4 separate regions of the Mus musculus genome follow, and all the other regions are linked to region 1. The links are chromatin contacts, called in public Hi-C, HiChIP or PLAC-seq and Micro-C maps. All regions are on one chromosome and are shown on one strand. Each heading gives the region's core, a stretch centred on a gene start, on an enhancer-like site or on the middle of the called end of the contact. The rest is flanking DNA. Distances are from core to core; before and after follow the strand shown. Region 1 holds the start of Far1 (fatty acyl CoA reductase 1). Region 2 holds the start of Arntl (aryl hydrocarbon receptor nuclear translocator-like). Region 3 overlaps Spon1 (spondin 1, (f-spondin) extracellular matrix protein). Region 4 holds the start of 4930543E12Rik (RIKEN cDNA 4930543E12 gene).

Region 1 (4,855 bases), core at 1,336-3,835:
ATTTAACTCAGTGGCTTCTTTTAACCATCTTTCTTCTCAGTCTCTAGGTCTTTCTTTCAAAAAAGTCAGCTCTAGGCTTCTCTAAACAGCATACTCTTCAGTACCTACAAAATCTTTACAAGCAATCTTTATCCTTTACTGACTTTGTTTTGTTTTTCAAGACACTGTTTCTCTGTAATAGCCCTAATTGTCCTGGGCTTGCTTTGTAGACCAGGCTGGCCTCGAACTCAAAGCCCACCTCCCTCTGCCTCCTGCGTGCTGGGATTAAAGGCGTGTGCTGACAATCCCAACACCACCATCCCCTAGCCCCCATGCCTCCTTTACTTCTTTTATAACAAGTCTTTTCTCTAACAGGCTCAGGTCTGACCTTTGGATTTTCTGGTAAATCATGAATCTCCAGCATTCTCCAGTGTCTGTCATCAAGCAAATGTTCAATTCATGTCTGATTCTGCCAAATCCGACTTGCCATGTAATAATAGCTGGTGTAACCTTAGGCAAGTCAAATCTGTCTGAACCTCTCCCTCACCTATGAAATACAATCAAATAATGATACTTGGAAAGCTCAAAACAGTTTCTGGCACAAAGTAGCAACCAATAAATTTCTAACTATCAAAAAAATTGGGGGGTGCATATATGCCCCATCTTCAGTCCAACTGTTCTGTTCCTTCGAGCCATCACAGGGAACCACTATTTACCAACCAACCAAGCTGCAGGAAGAAGCTTAACTGATGGCTACATATCTAACCATTTCTTCAGACAGATCTGTAATTGGACTTAGAAACTATTTACACTTGTGAGGTTTTTAAATCCACAGTCTGCTTATACTTCATCCAAACTACTGTAATCATTCTTGTGTCTAGTAATAACCCACACACCAACTCCTGGTGCAAATGACCCAAAATTCACCTTTTCCAAAAAACTTGCCCTTCTCTTGAACTGTCTCTCTGCTTACAGGTAACTCAGCCCTTTGGGAACTAGATTATACTAAAAGCAAAATGTAATTACAGTAATGTGTTACCCACAAATACCTTCTCTGTCCTAAAGAATGATCCATTAGCTAAAATTCTATGCTGAGCTGGTGAATAAGAAAACATTTATACAACTGCTCTCTTGAATTCTGCCCTCAAACTGTAACTTTTCACCGGCCTTTTGTCCTATCTTTAAGCAGAAATTATCTCTCCCATTTAAATCCACTGAAAATGTGGATTTAATTCTACCTGTACCCTACAAATAAAAGCTTCAAAGAGGAAAGCAGTTGACAGCAACACACATATACTAATGTCTTTCTTAAGTGAAAATATTTTTTGTTTATTTAACTACAAAACTAGTCTCAAAAGTGAAAGCAACTGCCCAACAAGCATAAAACAAATTCCACTACATTAAAAAGATTGCTCATTCAGAACTGCACAACTACATTCACACAGTATCACTTCTGTTTTTGTAAGACACCTTGCACCATCCTCATGTCATATTACCCATCCATTATCCATCCCCAACCAGACTCTTTAAATGTTGCCCTTAGCACTTTTCTTTAAGAATTAAGCAATTTCCCAGTCCAAAAAAAAAAAAAAAAAAAATCAAAGAATACTTAATACCCATTACTTCTAAGAGCTAAGTTTGTGTGAGCTGTGGCTAAACAATCAGATGGATCATCCAGGGGACAGCATAAAGGTGAGCTAATGATCAGCCTCAGTAGGTAGCTACGTTGAGTGTTCCGAGCTGTCATCCTGAGATACTCTCTCTCAACTCTGTACTCCCAACTCACTCCACTGTTCACAAAAGATCCCCACCCTTGAGCAAGCACACAGAAATCCACCTTGACTGTTCCTTGTGTACTTTCCAAGAAACCAAATAACGCCTTCTAGTCAGACAGCCTCCATCCACCCCTCATCTAAAATCCACTCCTCGGACACCTTCCGGTTTCTGTGTGTACCTTCTCACACTCCACATGCCCTGTCCCCATTGGTCCAGAGACCTTAACCTTCAAACCCCAAACCAGTTCTCCATCTCTCAGCTGATTTCTCCGCAACGCCATTGATACCTACTTCCCAGAGGCCGATCCCACTCTGGAGCAGGGGCCTCCTCACTGGACGCCCTCTCCAGAGCATCACCCCTTTCCCATCACTTTCTTCCTCTCAATCCCAGGCCGCCACCCTCCTCCGTTAACTCGGGCCCCCACCGTGGCCGCCTCTGCGCGGCCTCCCCCCGCAGACGGAACCCCTGCCTCCCCGGGTTGCAGGCCAGGGGCCTCTAAGCTCCCTCGCCGCGGCCCTGGCAGTCGGGAGGGCGGCGGCCCGGCCACGCCGCGCAGGGACAGTCCCAGCAGAGGAGGCGCCCCCGCCTCCAGGCGGCCGTGGCGGGGCGGGGGCGGGGCGGTTCGCAGGCCCCACCTCAACGCAGCCCGGCCTAGGACTCCCGCAAAACGGCGGCCAAGTGCGGAGGGGCCGCGGCCGAGCCTGCGACAGAGCCCGTGCCGCTCACCTCGACGCGGAAGCTCGGGCCTCGCTCTCCCTTCAGCGATGGCTACGCCGTGGTCGCGCTCTCCTCACTCGCTTTTCACCGCCCCCGACCGGCTGCTGAAGAGCGGACCGACAGCGGTGCGCCCATTGGCTGAGAGCGCTATGGCGTCACGGGTCCCGACCGCGCCTCGGGGTCTGACTGGTTGGCGTGGCGCCTCTTTTCCACGTCTGCTCCTGATTGGCTCTTGCTCACACTCTTCCCGGGAGAACCGCTCACCCTCCACTCTTCTTCAGCCGCCCACCCCAAACCCCCCAGGCAGGACGGCCAATGGGGGAGCGGAGAGAGGCCGGGAAGTGGGCGGCTGGGCGGTGTGGTCGGGGAAAGCGCAGCCAATGGGCGCGCGCCGCACATCCCCGCTCAGCAGCGCCGCCCCCGGCCGCCCGCTTCCCGGAGGGTCGCGCCCTGGGCCACGCCCGACTACCCTGGCGCGGGAGCCCAGCCCACGCAAAAGGTGCGGGACAAGTGGCAGACGTGAGAGCCCGCCCCGCAGCCATCGCGGCGTGCTTGAGTACTGCCAACGTGCACCCTGGCGCTCCCCAGATGGGGCCGGCTACCCTCGGTCTTAACTGAGTGTGAGGATCCTCCCTGATAACTGCCAGCTTGGTTCCTTCGGAATGTGGAGCCAGCACTGTATGGACCTTCTGAAGGGCCCATCGGGAGGACTGGAGCCCGCGTCCATCCTCCCCGAGAGACTGTCCACCTAGTCCTTCCTCCTTCAAGACAATCCCGTGCAAGATGTAGGGACAGTGAGAGAAGTTTCAGCGTTGGAAGGTGGGGCGTGTGCTGAGAGCTAGGGTGCACGGGAACTTGCTGAGTGTCGCGAGCTAGAAGGTAGATACGCGTAGTTAGTATAACAAGTTTTATTTAGTTATGCTTTGGGTCTTCACACAATATAAACACTCTGAATTCCTAACTACGGTCCTAAGCCTATCTCCCGAGGCTGCTTACCTATGCGATGTATCTTGGCTGAAGGTCAGGTCCAGTCTCAAACAGAAATTTCTGATTCCAGGGGCAGGATCCTAGAAAAGATTCTCCAGCCACAGGGCAGATCAAAGTGGCATCTCTCCAGATGTGCAGAGCAGAGCATTGCTCTTAGTCTCTGCTTATATACTGTTCACTGGGCATCGTGGAGTTAGTTCTAGGACTATCTCTTGTTATCTTTGAGTGAGTGGTGTACGGAGTTATGGTTATCAGGTGCAGCCTTGAGTGTAGTGGGGATCCTGACTACACTATTTTTACATGCCTAAAAAACATTTTTCTAAAAAACTATGCTCATTACAATGTATGAGCTGGGAACCTGTTTTTTCTTGATGTGGTGGTGATTACCCGGGTGTATGAAGAAGATTCGTGGGGCTGTGTGCTTCATGCACGGTGCAATCATTTTGGAAAAAACTATTGCATCCTGGTTATAATCAACACCAGGCTTTAGCTGTCATTCAAAAACTAAAAACCGAGGCTAGAGAGAAGACTCAGTGGCTAAAAGCAGGTACTGCTCTTTCAGAAAATGCGAGTTCAGTCCCCAGTAATCTACAGTTGGCAGTTCACAATCACCTGCTAGTAATGCCTCCCTTCTGGGCTCCATGGGCACCTGCACTCACATCCACATACCACCCACATACAGACACACGCATACACGTAATTTAAAATAATAGAAATAATACTTAAGAACTACAAACTACTACGGGTATAAGGGATTGCCCTTTTTGCAAACTCTGTGCTTTTTTTATTTGACAATCTCATATGTATGTTGGATGCATTCTAACAGATACACCTCCATTAATCATCTCACTCTAAAGCCTCCTGCTACTTCGATGTCTTTTTTTAATCCCCGAGTTTAATTACAGTTGCTTGCATGAATGTGTTTGAAGATGGGGAGTGGGGGGTATTTACCAGAACATAGGCAACGTACTATTGAAACTTAGTTGGGAACTCCAAGCCAGGTTGGGTCACTTGTCCTCAAGGCAACTAAAAGGCATTAATAATGGAGAGCAGAATAAGGAGATTTATTCAACATGGCCACATAGGGTGGAGGGACAGGGAGATCCAGTTAGCTGCACCCACACACACAACACACACAGTCTATCTTCAGTATCCTGACATAAGATTAAAGTTTAAGGGCCCAGGAGATCCACGTCTATGCAGTAACAGTCAATGTGTTATCTCACTCGCCATTGGCCCATCATTGTCTGGGCTTCAGTCTCATCTCATAACTTGGTCTGGTGCATTGCTAAAACTCTGTGAAATCTTTCTAGAAAGCTAGTTCCCTCTCTGGCTGGCCTCTTTTTTCCCCCAGCTTGAGAGTTCTAGGGAAATTCCCATTTCTCTAAGGTCCTTT
Region 2 (5,290 bases), core at 539-3,038, 310 kb after region 1:
ATATATATATTGGAACTTCACTGGTATGGGAATCAAATTTAACAGCAGCGAACCATCCTCCCCTCTTTCTTGCAAGCACAGGGAGCCTGAGATTATTCAAAACTGCTCAAGAGCAGCAATGATTATTTTAAGCTCATGATTCAACTAGTACATTAATTAGAAAATCCACCAACCCAAATTGACAGATCCTGGTATCAATGGGAACTTAAGAATAAAAATAATAGTTGTTAAGTAAAAATAGATTGAAAGAGGGCACAGCAGCAAATGTGAAAAGGAAAAATGACAAGCAAGAGCAGTAGGAAAAAAAGCATTTAATGATCAGTTTTCCTGGACATAAAAACAAAACCCACAACGAAGATCTTGGCAATACTGGTACTGTCAAAAAGTAATTGGTCGTGATTACAGTCTCTGATTTTTGGAAGTTAGGTGAGAAAACTTGATTAATGATTTCTTACTTTAAAAGTAGCAACTTAAGACAGGAGAGGAGCCAGATCTCAAGGGGTCAGAGGGTCAAAACTAGGCTAAATGTAGGGAAAGGACTGGAGAAGGTGCACCCCGAACAGGTAAGGGGCGATCATGTCAGCTTGGCCAGCGCAACTCTGACAGACACACACACCGGTGTCCAACGCACTCATTTCCGAACACAACCCGCTACGCGACCCCGGGGATGGCTTCCATGTGCGCCCCGAGTCTGCCTAAAATTCTATCTTTGACTTCTCCCTGCAAACCCGAGCACCCCAAGCTGTCTACACTGGGGTAATCTCCAGTGGAAACCTTCCTCTTCCCCGATTATCTGTCAAACCCGCATCGGAGTGAAGCCTCTGCTGCGCACTCCTTGGGTCTCTGACGCCTACCGGGCACAGGGCACAGTCCCCACGCCATCGGGTACCTACTCCCAGACCCAACGGGGAAGACACATCCTCCAGGACCACCCAGGTACCGGACAGCGCAGGCCCGACGGCTGTCCGTGGGCCTGGTCCAAGCCAGCCAGGGGATTCCCGGGGTCCGCGCCAGCCCCAAGACAGGCCATAGGGACGTACCAGTACGGACTCCCCGACTTGACGGAGACGCCCTCCCCGCCCCCACCCGGCTCCCGAGGGAGAAGTGTAGAAGGGTTGACCAGGCAAGCGCCGCATAGCATCGTTCTGCCCGCGTCCCGGCCATCTCCTCGGGGATCCAGAAGCTCCCGGGGATGTATCCCGGAGCTCTTCCCAGGTTCGGGTCATTGCTGCCACCCGGTACTGCTGTCTCTTTAAGAGGCCGCTGGCCGCCCCCTCCCGAGCCAGGTGGTGATGCCCGCGCGGGGAAGGTGGGCGCACCCGCTGACAGCGTCCCAGGGTCCCCCCAGTCCTCCCCCGCCCGCTGTGCAGCCCAGGCGGGGAAGATGGGGGTGCGCGGGAGCGGCGCCTTTAAGGGGCGCAGCCTCCCCGAGGCTAGGTGGGGGCTGGGAGCCGCACGGGCCCTTTAAGGCCGGCAGCGGGCACGTCGGGCAGGGCTCCCGGCGGCCCGGCTGCGCCGCGGGCGGGGGCGGTGCGCCCGCCCGGGAACTCGCGACCCCCGACGGGACGCCCCGAGACGGCTGCTGCCCGCAGCCATGCCGACACTCACCGTGGCTCGCTGCGAGCGCCCGCGCCCGCACCCGCACTCGGATCCCGCGGCGGCGGCGGCGGCAAGTCCGGCGCGGGTAAACAGGCACCTCCGTCCCTGACCTACTTTCTGCCTTCCCTAAATGTCGCACCACTAACCTACTTTCCGACCAATCCGCTCCCCGCCGGCCCAGGCCCGGCCCCCCGCCCACCAATCGCTGTGCCCAACCCCCCTTCCCCGCCCACCAATGGAGGAGCCGCGCAGCCCGGATACCTGCCTCTTCCCGTTAGCCAATCAGAGAGAGCGAACGGAGTTGTCTTGGCGGACAACCCAAACCAATTCGCGTTCTGCTCTGCGTTAGGCTAGCCAATCGAGTGACCGATAGGAAAGCCTCTGACCAATGGCAAGACGGCAGGGCTGGTTTACCTGCTACTTTCCCTTCACCAATCATTTGGCGCACAGAAGCACACGCCCCGAGGAGTGGACCAATTGGCACGCTCTGTGGATTTCTTGCCCCAGCCCTCGGTTTTCCCCCTCAGGTCTAAAGCTCGCTGAGGCCACTGCGTTGCGGACTCTGCGAGCTCGCCGTTGTCCCCTGCTCCTCAGCCGCGTCCCTGGCTAGTGACTGCCTCTCAGCTCTCCCTCCTCCTCCGTCCCCTTCCTGGCTCGCAGAACACTGAGAAAACGCCGCATCTCTTCGCCCATCCCTCTCCAGCTCCATCTAGGAAACCACATTTTAGGAACACAGAGTGACAGAACCTTCCTGAAACCCCTGGCTTGTCCTAGTCGGAACCACAGCGCTAATAGCTAGCGCATTTAGAAGACTTTTCCTTCCGACGACTAACCGGATCGCGCGTTCTTTTTTTTTTTTTTTTTTTTTTTCTCTTGACCTCCAAGCGTCCAGTGGAGCTGTCATTCCCGATCGGAAGAGAAGTCTCCCGGGGGTGGTGGCGTAGTCTGTAATTCCAACCCTCAAGAAGCTGAGGCAGGGGCATAATCGCGAGTACTGAGCTAGCCGGGGCCACAGGGTGAGACCTGAGCAAGATTCTATTACATGTTATGGACATGGCCCTAGCAAATGTACTTTGCAAAAGTATCAAAGGAGCGGGAAAGAAAGAAAAGTTGCAAAGTTGTTTGTTTGGGTGGTTAGTTGTTCTGTTGTAGCCCTAGCTATCCTGGAACTCCTGTAGATCATCAAGCTGGCTTTGAATCCAATTCACAGAGATCCGCCTGCTTTTGCCTCCCGAGGCACCACCTGCTCAGAGATTTATTTATTTATTTTTAAAGAAAGAGACAGAGAGAGGGGAGGAAGAGGAGGGAGGGAGAAATAGAGAGAGAGGGGGAGAGGGAAAGAAGTTGTCTTGTTTCTACCTTCAAACAACTGGCAAACCTTCTAAATGTTAAACTTCCTGATAGCAAGGCCACTTCGTCCTTTTTGAACCATGTGTGCTCCCTCCCCTTTAGCATGTGCTGGAGGGGCCTGGGTGGGGTGTTGGGGATAGGGCTGACACCCAGAAAGTACTCTGCAAATGTGGGCTGGATCCATGAACAAATGGGATCAAAACACTCGACTCACTTATGTGAAGTGGACCAGCTCGTGTGACTATAGAATGAATTCTAGACAGGCAGGTTCCTGGGACACAAGGCAGCATTTCAATGCTTATAAAGCCATGACCCATGTCCAGCCCTTTGCAAGGCACACAGCCTTGGTTGAAATGTGAATTGGCTTCAAGACCAAAGAACTTCATGGGTAACTTCCCACTTCCCCTGAGTTTCAAAGCAGATTTATTCTTTCTCTGTCCTGTTCTGTGAAGGAATCTCTCTGTGTAGATGGAACTTTAATACAGCATTAGAAAAGATATTACTTACAAGATGGAAATGTGGGCTGGATGCTGACCTAATTAAATGGACTAATAGCTAGCTAAGTACCAGTAACCTGAAGATGCTGGCTGATGCATCCCACAATATCTCTCTACCGTGTTGTGTGCCGGGCATGTGCTAAAAGCTTTCCCTCCTTTTTTTTCAACCCCTGTATCCTGACAACCACCCTGTGCAGAAAGCAGTTCTTACCCCATTCTACAAATAAAGTGTCAGTCATGTTCTAAATGTGGCTTCCACGCTAAAGGCTCACATCAGGCCAGTTACCAAAAAATGGTGCAAGGCTCTCAACTAGGCCCAGACTCAGGATTTTTACCCATGTCCTGAAAGAAAAACTAGGAACTTTGCATTCATTTTCCAGGTAACAGAAAGCCAACAGAGGAAGAGATACTACTTAACACCAGCCAAATTTGATAGGGAACAATGGGCTCCTTAATAGGGTCCCATCTTGGGAAGCCTGCTGTTCTTAGACAGGGTAGGGCAGAGGTGTCTGAACAGATGCATAAAAGAACAAGATGGGAGCCCTAAGTCACACACAACTCAGTCTCAGTCCACAGAGATTTGTGGCTGCCCAGAGAAAGAATGCTGTCTCCGGACAACCACTGAAAGTCTAAGAGAAAGCAACATGGGCTGTCTTGATCAGTACCCACATGGAGTTGCCTGTGACTGAGACTTGGCAAAGAAAAATTATCACTGTGCACAAGGAGAGAGATCAGGATGTAATGAGACTAGAAACTATGCCACATGAGGAAAGATGAAAGGAAACAGAAGTTTTTGCCCCGGGGAGTACAAGGTAGCTTTCTTCACATATTTGAAGAGCTGTCAAATAGAGGAGAAATTAGACTTACTCTTTGGGGCCCGGAAGGGATGGAAGGACAGGATGTGTGGGTGGAACCTCATTGGAATCAACAAAGAGAATTTTATAGTAACTCTAGCTGCCTCTGTCTTGATGATACATTGTCCTACTACAAAAAAGGTTCACCAAGGAATAGCTGGCCAAACCGGGGATGGGGGTGGGTTAAGACTCTAGCCCTCCATGTGCCTTGATTATCTTCTTTTTTATCTTGCTTTTTTCTACCACTAGTAGACAAAGGATGGCTTCTCCTTGTGCAAACCTGGTTTTTTTATGGTCAGTTATATTTTCCATAGTGCTTCTCTTTGTTAGAAACCCAAACCCGTTTATCTTCTACTGGCACCTACTTTGCCTTTTATTCTTTACCTTCCAGAACAATGAATTTATCAATTCTTTCAGAACAACTAAAAAGTCAAAGTAAGTACTCTCAATCTAAGTTTCCTGAGCATGAATAAAAATCACACAACCGGGCTGGTGAGATGGCTCAGTGGGTAAGAGCACCCGACTGCTCTTCCGAAGGTCCAGAGTTCAAATCCCAGCAACCACATGGTGGCTCACAACCATCTGTAACATGATCTGACTCCCTCTTCTGGTGTGTCTGAAGACAGCTACAGTGTACTTACATATAATAATAAATAAATCTTTAAAAAAAAATCACACAACCAAAGAAGGGATAAAGAAAGGAAAAGAGATTATTTAGTGAGCACCTGGGAGTGCCAAATTCTTTAAATATGTTTAACATAACCCTCATCCCAGAAGTTCATGTACCTTCTACGCTAGCTAATCTTGATTGTCAATTTGATGCACTTGGGAAGAAAGAGAGACTGGCAATTGGAAATTGCCTCCGTTAGACTGACAACGTTTTCTTGACTGCTAATTGATGTAGAAGTACTCAGCCTACTGTGGGTAGTATTTTCCTAACACAGATGGGTCTGGTCTGTATGGGAAAGGTAGTTGAGAAAGCTAGGAAGA
Region 3 (5,256 bases), core at 399-2,898, 510 kb before region 1:
AAAACAAAACATCAGATTTGCAAGGAACACCATACAGCTCTAGAACCCAATATCCAGACTGTAGAGAAATGTCAAACATTTAAGAAAAGTGTCTACTAAGAAATGTTACTTTTCAAGGTGGGGATAAAAAGAAAAGAAGAGAAAAGAAATGTTTCCTTTCTCAGATTTGAAACAGGAAAAGCAACCACAAAAGAAACAGATTGAATTAACATCAGTTAACACTTGTGGGTAATGACCAGAACTGCTTGGTATTACAAATCTTAAAACCCCCCAAATCTGAAGCTTCCTGAGCGGTAACATGAAACCCAAATAGGGAGTTCCACGCTTGACCCCACACGATGGGTCACAGGCAAATGGCAGATGCATTCAAATATTGTGCAAACGTATTCTCCTGTAAAAGGTGTGCATGCAACCTGTCGCATGCTGAAATTTGGGTCCTGTCACCGAGGCATGTCATTATATCTATACACAAATATTTCAAAATGTAAAAGTCTCCATGGACCCTCTCGTTCTGGCTTTCTGCCACTGCCACTGACAAAACATTGGAGAAAAATGTCTTTGAAGAAGAAAAACTTGTTTTGGCTAATGGTGTCAGAGATTTTAATCCATGGTCACCTGACCACATTTCCTTGTGACTGGGCAGCGTAGTGCACCATGGTGGGGCTACAAGAAGGTGGTGAGGGGTGGGGTGGGTTGGGGTGGGGTGAGGGGTGGGTGGATAGGTGGGTCCTAGCAGATGTTCCAGGCACACACCTCCACAGGCCTAACTTCTTTCCATCCTCCCCTGCCCCAGAGTTTCGCTGTGTAGCCCAGGCTGTCCTAGAACTCACTCTGTTGACCAGGCTGGCCTCAAACTCAGAGCTCCAGCTGCCTCTGCCTCAGAGTGCTGGGATTAAAGGTGTGCACCACCACCAGTGAGCCTTTTTACCAAGTCTTAAAGTTTCCATCACCTCTTAAGAATGCCACAGCTGGAGACCAAGCCTCTAGCTTTCTGGAGGGCACCTAAGATGTGAATCAGAAGACCTCTGGTGCCAAGAAAAATAAGAGTGTCATAAAAGTGTCCCCATCCAGCATAATTGAAAAGTGTCAGCATCTACACAGTGATAAGCCACATCTCTGAGAAAAAGACCCAGTCCTAGTAAAGTTATGAACAGTTTACACACACATAAATTAAAAATAAATATGTACATGAAGAAATGTCTTTCCTGACCTCTGAGAGGGTGAGGTGCATGGGATGAGGGCAGAGAAGCGAGTGCTTTTAACCCCACCTTTCCTTGTAGTTACTAAACCTGCAATATGGGACCAGTGTATTTAACTGTGAAGAAATGGCTTCTCATTGGTTCCTGACAGTACAGTGCCTCATTTTCAGCAAAACTTCCCAAAATACCACAGAGGAAAAGAGGCGAGAGATGATTTTATGATCAATCTACACTCTGGTCCTTGCCTTCTAAGTTACAAATCCTCACCAGTGAGACCTACCTAGTAATAGTTTTTAAAAGGTTTTACTTTGGTCTCAATTTGTTTTCTCAAGTGCAGGAACTCTATTAAGCCACTAGGGGGCGCCCAAGCCATTCATTAGACTGAAGCACGGTGCTGGCGGATCAGGGTTTGTCAAGTTTTTGCAACATTAGTTTCTAACCAGAAGGTATTTGGGATTCCAAGTCCATCTGGACATGCAGATCTACCACCTGCTCAAGTCCGAGTTCCTTTACTACCCCACGGGCGTCGATGGACCCAGGTGACTCTTGCTAGGAGGAGGCAAGAGGGACCTCGGAATCCGAGGGCTGTTTCTGGTTTCATTTCTGGAGAAGTAGACCCAGTCTTTGCACCGCTGATCTCACAAACACCGGCCATTGTCTAAGCAAGAGATAACCAAGAGGAATGGGTGGGAATAATTTAGGGGGAATGCCAGTCCTTTCCAGGAGATGAATATCTTTGAAAGTTCCGGTAATTCTTAGCATTCAGACCACCCTGGAGTAGTGCAAATTCACAATGATTGCAGGAACTGTTTCTCACTTGTGTTTGCAAAGAACCAGTGAAGGATGCGGCTTTGCTCGGAATTCGTCTTTCCCTGTCTCTACCCGAACATTGGGCTGTCAGGGCTCTGGCTTGATTTATTGAATCAAACATGTCACCGTTGATTCGTTCATCCGCTCCTGCCCTTTGAGAAGGGGTGCTGGGAATGCGGATGAAGACTGCTGAGAAAAAAAGTCAGTTTCAACAGGCAGTGCTTTGCAAAGTAGGTCACCCTGGCTTTTCCACTGGGTGAAGAGGCTGGAATCCCATTAACCTCCATCAGACTTGCAGGGATGGGGATGGGGGGGGGGGGGAGAATGGGGGTGGTGGGGGGGCGGGGTTGTTAGTGCAAAACAAAACCTGGCTTCGTGCAGGCTTCCTAATTTGACTTCCTAATGAGATTTGGAAAGGAAAGGGGAATAGAGGGTTTGGGAAAATCAAAGGAAAATTCCTTTCCCTAAATGAGCCCATAGTGTGGGGTGGAAAGGTTTGGGCTGTTTGTGAACTGAGTGTTTGCCATCAATTAATTTTTTGTTTTTTCTTTCTTTCTTTCTTTCTTTCTTTCTTTCTTTCTTTCTTTCTCTCTCTCTCTCTCTCTCTCTCTCTCTCTCTCTCTCTCTCTCTCTCTCTTTCTTTCTTCCTTCCTTCCTTCCTTTTTTTTTATCTTTGTTTCCACTGGGTCTCAGAAAGTCTGAGGGGCAGGTAAAGTGTGGGAAGGTATTCCCCATATAATACTTCTTTCAAATTTCAACATGTCTTTCACCCGTTGGAAGTAACACACACACACACACACACACACACACACACACACACAGAGAGAGAGAGAGAGAGAGAGAGAGAGAGAGAGAAACAACCCCGTCACCAAAACCTAAAACACCTCCAAGCCACCAAAACACACACACACACACACACACACACACACACACACACACACACACACAAATCCAACTCGATTTTCTTCCCTTCTGCGTCACAACCAAGTCAGACTTTGTCTTCTACAGCAGGGTTAAGGTTTCCCCTGCTGCATGCAGGGTTCTCCCATCCCACAGCAGAAGGGCACAGTGGCTTAGTGTCTGTGACTCTATTGACTGACTTCATGCTGGGTAGGGCCTAGCTGGCTGTGTCCCTCAGTCTTCCCTGGGTTCCAGGGAGCTACTCTTTCCTTGGGCACCTTTGTGCTGTTCTCTTTTGGTTTCATTTGAAGCCAAGGCTTTACCATGAAGAGTGGGGGCTCTTGGGGGCTCTGTCCTAAGCCTTATTCTTAACCTCCACACCCCCCCACCCCCGCGCTGTCAAGTGACCCTGGTTTTGGGCAGTCTCTGATTTACCCTTGACTCAGTTATGCATCTGCAGAGACTCTGAACCCTGAAATTCAGAGCTAGGTCCTAACTGGGCACTTGGCCTTCACCTTTTAGGGCATCTTAACAACATGTCATAGGCAGAGCTGCTCTCATGGGCTTTCCCATTAACCTTCATCTAATGACCTCAGTCATGGCAGGGTTCCCAGTTCCATGACTGGGCCAGCTCCACACCTGAGAAGCATTTGACCATTCTGCCTCCCTCACTTCCCCCTCAGTCTGTCTCCACAGCTGTCAGCCTGACGGGCTACTGCTCACCTCTGCACCTGTCTGCTCCCCGCTCCTACCCACCCTCCCTTCAGAAGTGGCCCACACCTCTCTCCTGGCTCTGTGCAGCTGCCTGCCTGCACTTCCCACCTAATTCAGCGTTTCATATCGGAACCTTGACATGGCTATTGCCTTTTGATTTTCAAATGCTGTCTGATCACAGTCTTCTGCTGAAAACTCTTCAATAAGTGTTTTAAAATAAAAATGAAAACAAGCTTTTTCTTCTGTTGGTACAGAGGACTGGATGTCACAAGGCTATTGTCACACAACTATATAATGTCCCTTGACCATGTTTCTCCTACTCCAACCTCCTGACCACCCTACCACTCTTAAATTTTTCATGTTGCATAACTTGGCTCCACACAAGGGCTCATCTTTGATTTCTGCATCTAGTTACGCAGAAACTAGAAGCCTTTTAACGCTTTGAAAGTGCTATCCTCCTCTTCATCCTGACCTAGCCAGGACTTTCCCTTACATATAGGTTACGTTCGCTAAATATCTTTCCCCACTGAACTGCAGGCCCCCGGGAAGAGTTCCGTTCACCACAGTATCCCCATCCCCCTCGATGGAGCCATTCTTCGGATCTTAATAAGTATAGACTGAATCAATGAAGTGTTTAGGTTGTCATTGCTTGACGGATTCGGGGTAAAGCGGAGGTCGGATTTTGTTTCCTGTCATTGTGAGACAAGAGTCAATTTATTACTGATATTATGCTATTAATTTCAGGCTGATTAAAAGCTTGACTAGAAGAAAGAAGTGTGTTAGAAAGTGAGAAAATGAGTCTGAGGAATCTTGTTATGAAGGGAGGAGGTGGGTTAGGGCCCGTCATCTGGATATGTCCGATATTCCTGTTCTGCTCTCAAATGGACCAATGCCCTCAAATGCGGGCCCGTCACAGAGGGGGCACAACTTTATCAGGGTCACCATGAGAGGAGACAGAGAGAATTCCTCTCAGTACCCGCTGAGGTACCTGGGCTCTTGTGGATGTTGATTGGGAAAGACACCCCTCCCTTCCTGAATGCACATTTTGGGGATAGGAAGATGCTAAGAAGAGGGAACACAGCAGGTCTGGATTCCTAACAGATCACCTATAACAGCATAGTTGACGAATTGGATTATGGGAAACTATGGAATGCGCTGAAGCAGGTTAGGAAGGAAAGGTTGGTGCTCGCTTGACTAGCTGGGGGTGGGGGGGGGGGGAGCCAGGTAATGACCGGCTTTCGGAAGAGTGAGGAGACCGCGCAAGGCTTTGTGAGCCACTGCACCTCAGATGTTTTCCCGCACAAAGAGGAGTAGAGTTCCTTGTTTGTTGGTGATTTTTCTTTTTAAATAGTATCTTACTGTATAGCCCCACTTAACCTAGAACTTAGCTACGTAGACCAGGCTGGCTTCAAACTCAAAGAGATCCATCTGTTTCTGGCTCCCAAGTGCTGGGACTTAAGGCACGCACTACCCAACATGCACAGTTAAGAATAGGGTGAAGACAATGTGAGGAGTTCCATTTTGGAAACGAGGAGTTTAAGTTCAATAAGGGCCATCTATGGAAAGGTACTCCTCAAACTGATCTCTCTCTCTCTCTCTCTCTCTCTCTCCTCCCTCTATCCTATCAATCCTA
Region 4 (5,301 bases), core at 304-2,803, 370 kb after region 1:
TCGGCTTGTTCCATCAAGGTTTCAACCTCTCATTTTAATGAATGTCCTAGGGAGGCTGGGGAGACCCTGGAGTAAGCAATAAAAAGATGATTCTGCAACCCCAGAGCTCTTAGTCTACTTGGGAGGCTGAGTGTGAAACACATAAGCAACTGATTAAAGTGTCAACATTGTGATAGAGACAACAAGGACTTGGAGAGTATCGTGAGGCCCACTGCTGTATGCTAGCGAGGTAATGGTGTTTATCTGGCCCTGGCTGGCTTTTCAGGTGGGTGGAATGGAATACACAACATTTGAGGATATTTAAGCATTTATCACCTCTTCTGGAAGCAACAAGAAGTGACTGTTTATACTCTGAGACAAGTCCTCCCAGGCATTTTGAGATGTGTTTGTAGGTACATCTTTGGAAAGGGTGTGTCTGTCTGCCATTTGCCTTCATTTGCTACACATCTTATTTTAGAGACCCCCTTGTCTGTTGTTGAATGAAGAGCTACCTTTTTAACCCTACAGAGTGTTACTTTAATTTCAAATGCTGGCCATTTTGTTTTCTAGTATCTTGCTGTTACAAATGGCATGACCTCTTCACAGGGCCTTGAGGGACTACAGGGAACAATCAGTAGCAGGTAATATTCAGTGGCCCCAATTCCTAAGTGCTGAGGATGTGACACAGTTGGTATAGGATGTGCAGGACCTGGGTTCTATCCTCGGCACAGCATTAAACTGAGGTTGGTGATACATGCTTAGACTCCCAGCCCTCAGGAGGTGGAAGCAGGAAGATCAGAAGTTTAAGGTCATACGGCTACCTAGCAAACCTGAAGCCAGCTCCGGCTACATGGGGACTTGTCTCAAAAAACAAAACAAAACAAAAAACAAAACAAAACAAGAATAGCAATCACTGGACAAATGACTCCTCTCAAACTGCACAGCATCCCATTGGTCCCACTGCTTGATGTGCTGTTGTCCCCTCTTCAATGGCCTCTTGGGTTCATATTCAGTTTTCAGCTTGAAAACATTTTCATGTATTTCCATATCAAAGATTCCTAGAGATAAAGTTGATTGGCCGAACAGCATCTACATTTGAATTATAACTGACACATTTGATGATCCTCCCAGGAGACACTATCAAAGAGGCTACAGGAAGGAGACCATAACAAAGAGATGGCACCAAAGTGACTGACACTCCTGCAGCTCAGTCTTCAGAAAGTAATCTGCCTTTGACCTTGGTCTGTCTTTGACATTGGTTTGCTTTGTGCTTAGTCCACACGTGCGATTTTTCTCTCCCAACAACAGCGACCCAGAATAAGTGGAATGAGCTGCTCTTTACAGCAGTCCTCTGAGACCAACGTTGTTCCTACCTTTGTTTCACAAATAACAATACAATCCCCAAGGCTAATCAAAGTGCAGGGGAGCTCGGTTTTTATCTGCTGTGTCCCAGGTAGTCAGAACCCAAGCTAGAACTTGGGCCTCTGGGATCGCTGAATTCATCCTACTACTCTGTTGCCAGGCAACCTTTCTTGCTTTTGACTCTTGTACCAATGCTACTTGTTGCCATGGCAGTGCTGGGACAAGGAGCAGTAAGTTGTAATTAAGCGGCAAGCTAGGAGAAAGGGGCTTTTATGTCCTTGTGTGGGGGTGGACAGGAGAAAAAGCTCCTGGCACTGCAGTCAAGGTGCAAAGAGGGACACGGGAAAGAGCAGGTTGGTGGCTGGGGCAGGTGCTCGTCATAACCATCACTGAAAACTGTGTGTGCTGGTGAGTTTTTGTCACCTTGACACGCACTAGCATCACCTGAGAAGAGGGAACTTCAGTTGAGGGATTGCCTCTATCACATTGACATGTCTGTGGGTATTTTCATGATTAACTATTGATGTGGGAGGGCCCAGCCCACTGTGGGCAGTACCACCTCTTGGCAAATGGTCCTAGGTTGTGTAAGAAAGGAAACAGAGAAAGACGCAGGGAAACCAGTAGGCAGCGTTTCTCTGTCTTCTTTGCTTTACCTCCTGCCTCCAGGTTCCTACCTTGAGTTCCTGCCCTGACTTCCCTCAGTGATGAACTGTGACCCATAAGCCAAATAATCCCTTTCCCCTCCCTACGTTGCTTTTAGTCAGTGTTTTGTCACAGCCACAAACCAGAAAGGAGAATACCGTGTTTTCCCAGGGATGCTGTCCTTGCCCACATCTTGTCTTGTCAAGGATGGGTGTTCAAGGCTGGGAGGTGGCTCAGTGAGGAGAGTGTGACACACATGCAAGAGAACCTGGATTCAGATCCCAGAATCCATCTCAAAGCTGCGTGTGGTACATATCTACAATCCCAGCACTGGGGGGTTAAGGGTGGAATCAGTCAATTTCAGAGTTAATTGGCCAGCCAATCTAGCTGGATCTGTGAGTGTCAAATTCAATAGAAGACTGTTTTAAAAAAAGAAGATGGAAATCTAGGTGTGGTGGTTAGTGCCTATAAGCCAACCTGTGGGAGACAGAAACAGCAGGATCAGTCTGGGTTCTATGAGACCCTGTCTTCAAGACCCAAAATGGTGGGGCTGGAGAGATGGCTTTGAAGATAAGAATTCTTCCTTATCTTGCAGAGAACCTGGGTTCAATTTCTAGTACCTACATCCATCCAGAACTGCAGCTCTAACTCCAAGGATCTGACTCCCTCGTCTCTTCTCCCAGGGCATCAGGTATGCAAGCAAAACACTCATAGACATAAAAAAACTCTTTAAAAAAAAAACATATGTTAAACCTCCAAAGCACTGATGATCAATCAAGTGGAGAACAATTAAAGATATTTGTCATTGACCTCTGACCTCCCCAAGAATGTAAACACAGGTGTACATGCAACTGAACACACAGTATATACCCCATAGGAACATCACAGGAACACGTGCATAGATCACATGTATACAAAAGATCAGCACCCAATTTTGGTGGGCCTGTCTTCTATTGAACCCAGAACAAACAGGGTAACATTGCTACAGCACCCTTCTGGCTTAGACAGACCTAAGCTCCACGTCAGCTTTTATTGGTTTGTGCTTTTTCTTGGTCTTCAGTCTCCACGCCTTCCAGGAATGATGGAGGTGCTGTGTCTGTTGAGTGAGAAGTGGTGCTAAGGCCTGAGAGAGCCATGAGTGGAGCCAAGATGAACGACTCGCTCGGTGACTCGCCTGCCTGTTCTTTTTTGGAGGCTCTTGCAGAGATGAAGCTCCAAACATCTTTAGCACTCTGTCAGTCAACCGCCAAGTTGAGAGAATCCAAACCCTCCTTGTGTTTTTGTCTTGGGAGGAGAATGTTCAAAAAGCAGATTTTTGAAAAGATTTTAGAAAGTGAAGTTTCTAGCTGTGTTATCTGCCCCAGGGATGAGTCACACTGGTCGTGGGAGGAGAAGAAAAAGTGTTTTTCAAGTCGGCACAATGAAGATTGCATGATGCAAGTGACTGCAATCGCCTCTTCGATTGAATCCAAGGGGAAACAATTCTTTTAATTCATTCACTTGACTTTTTGAACACATCTTCTATGTCAAGACCCATATGGAAGGCGAAGACATGAATAGAGCTTGGTCCCTGCCCCCAGGGGAAAGGCGTCCAAAATAATTACAGCCACTACTCCAGGGAGGTCCGTGGCTAGAGATGTGGTGCCCCCAGTGGGAAGCCTGGGCTTTGGTGGGGAGAAGAAACTGGAAATGGTTGAGCTAAGCCTTAAAAGACCAGGGCAGAGGGCAGTGGACAGCGGGCAGTGGGCAGGGGGCAGCAGGCAGGGGGCAGTGGGCAGTAGGCAGGGGGCAGTGGGCAGTAGGCAGGGGGCAGTAGGCAGGGGGCAGTGGGCAGGGGGCAGGGGGCAGCAGCAGGGGGCAGGGGGCAGTGGGCAGCGGGCAGTGGGTAGGCTGATAAGGAGAGCAAGGATGTGGGTAGAGAGCCATGGAAGCAGGAAAGAACATGTCTTATGCGGGGCACCCACCAGGCAGTAGGAGGGACAAGCTGGAAAGGAAGCTGGCTCAGCAAGTGTCTGTACCCAAAGACTCCTCCAGTTGCAGGCCTGGCCTACCTTTGCCCATCCTGAGAAGCACACCAGTCCCGTCTGTCTTTACAGAGTTTACACGTTGTCACTTCTGTGCTGTTTTGTCCCTACTGCCACCTTTGATCTCCCCTGTCATAGTGGGAACTCAAATCTCTACCATTTTACTCTTTTTTCCCCCTGTGTACAGCGTGTAAATGTGTGCTTGGAGGGGGTACACATGTGTGTTTGGATGTAAACGCACATCCATGTGTGTACCTGTATGTGGAGGCCCAGAGCTGATGTTGAGTCTTCCTCAATAGTATTCCATATTATTCATTGAAGCAAGGTCTTACTTGAGTCTAAAGCTCACCAATTACACTGGCCTAACTAGCCAGCTTGCTCTAGGGCTTCTCCTGTCTCCTAACTCCAAATTCAGTGAGAGACCCTGTCTCAAGGGATTACAGCAGAGTGATAGAGAAACACACTCAGTGTCAGCTTCTGGCTGATGCATGCACACGGGGTCATGGGCATGCGTGTGTGTGTGTGTGTGTGTGTGTGTGTGTATGTGTGTGTATCATGCACGTGTACACACACAAATTAAAATTCAGTTTTTAAGGAATTTTAAGTGGAGATTAAAAAAAATACAAAACAAAAAACCTGGGGACTGGAAAGAAAGCTCAGCTGTTAAGAGAACTTGCTGCTCTTTCAGAAGACTCTGGTTCCATTCCTAGCATCCCCTCAGAATAGGCTTTTCTGGTGTGTGTGTGTGTGTGTGTGTGTGTCTGTGTGTGTGTGTGTGTGTGTGTATCCACGCTCATGGATGCCAGAAGAGAGTATCAGATCCCCTGGAAATGGAGTTACACTTGGTTGTGAGCTGCCTGATGTGGGTGCTGAGAACTCTCTTCCTTTCTTCCTCCCTTCCTCCCTCCCTCCCTCCCCCTCCCTCTCTTCCTTCTTCCTCTCTGTCTCTGTGTCTCTGTCTGTCTCTGTGTCTCTGACTCTGTCTCTGTCTCTGTCTCTCTGTCTCTCTGTCTCTGTCTCTCTCTCTCTCTCTCTCTCTCTCTCTCTCTCTCTCTCTCTCTCAAAACAGCAAGCACTCTTAACTGCTGAGCCATTTCTCCAGCCCAATCCTTCAATCTTATTTCCGGTTCCAAGACTCAAAATTTCCCTTTGTTTTAAGGAAGTAGAAAGGACTCCGTGCTCAGAGATGTATCCTTATGTTTTCTACCTGTTTTAAACACCAGAATCCCTAAAAACCTCTTTTCAAAATGTAAGTGGCTGGGAAATAAATAAGCATGGATTACTTTGTTTTGAG

Evidence for each region. Hi-C and Micro-C count contacts between places; a contact is called where the count stands out from the background. HiChIP or PLAC-seq counts read pairs in DNA pulled down with a chosen protein or histone mark.
Region 2: a Hi-C map of regulatory T cells shows a contact between it and region 1, with 5 times the contacts expected there. The contact joins the promoter of Arntl here to the promoter of Far1 in region 1. A contact is called at or near these places in 1 of 39 promoter capture datasets (pre-B cells), 17 of 484 Hi-C or Micro-C datasets (B cells, CD4 T cells, CD8 T cells and 10 more), 4 of 115 datasets of contacts at active chromatin or transcription factors (embryonic stem cells, memory CD8 T cells, microglia and 1 more) and 1 of 9 other capture datasets (liver).
Region 3: an H3K4me3 HiChIP or PLAC-seq map of bone marrow-derived macrophages shows a contact between it and region 1, with 5 times the contacts expected there. The contact joins the enhancer-like site here to the promoter of Far1 in region 1. A contact is called at or near these places in 13 of 39 promoter capture datasets (the 3T3-L1 cell line, 3T3-L1-derived adipocytes, cranial neural crest and 8 more), 6 of 484 Hi-C or Micro-C datasets (cerebellum, cortical neurons, embryonic fibroblasts and 3 more) and 12 of 115 datasets of contacts at active chromatin or transcription factors (the NIH/3T3 cell line, astrocytes, bone marrow-derived macrophages and 9 more).
Region 4: a Micro-C map of embryonic stem cells shows a contact between it and region 1, with 2.0 times the contacts expected there. The contact joins the promoter of 4930543E12Rik here to the promoter of Far1 in region 1. A contact is called at or near these places in 7 of 39 promoter capture datasets (the 3T3-L1 cell line, 3T3-L1-derived adipocytes, hippocampal neurons and 3 more), 4 of 484 Hi-C or Micro-C datasets (adipose-derived mesenchymal stem cells, cortical neurons, embryonic stem cells and 1 more) and 3 of 115 datasets of contacts at active chromatin or transcription factors (differentiating embryonic stem cells, embryonic limb bud and pancreatic cancer cells).

What each region holds. Positions count from the first base shown.
Region 1 is chr7:113,511,564-113,516,418 of GRCm38.p6, reverse strand. Far1 (fatty acyl CoA reductase 1) reads right to left here and starts at 2,585. Exons shown (of 13, transcript NM_027379.4): 1 at 2,482-2,585.
Region 2 is chr7:113,203,963-113,209,252 of GRCm38.p6, reverse strand. Arntl (aryl hydrocarbon receptor nuclear translocator-like) reads right to left here and starts at 1,788. Exons shown (of 20, transcript NM_007489.4): 1 at 1,609-1,788.
Region 3 is chr7:114,017,308-114,022,563 of GRCm38.p6, reverse strand. The region is part of intron 7 of Spon1 (spondin 1, (f-spondin) extracellular matrix protein); the gene reads right to left. Among named protein-coding and RNA genes, the nearest start is that of Gm51454, 17 kb to the left of the region's middle. Within about 2 kb of position 1,648, at least 81 of the 459 cell types and tissues checked have an H3K27ac peak or open chromatin away from gene starts, as enhancers often do. A contact at or near this core is called in astrocytes, bone marrow-derived macrophages, cerebellum and 4 more, where this site is marked.
Region 4 is chr7:113,138,267-113,143,567 of GRCm38.p6, reverse strand. It overlaps 4930543E12Rik (RIKEN cDNA 4930543E12 gene), which reads left to right and starts at 1,553. Exons shown (of 6, transcript NR_045978.1): 1 at 1,553-1,749; 2 at 2,579-2,674.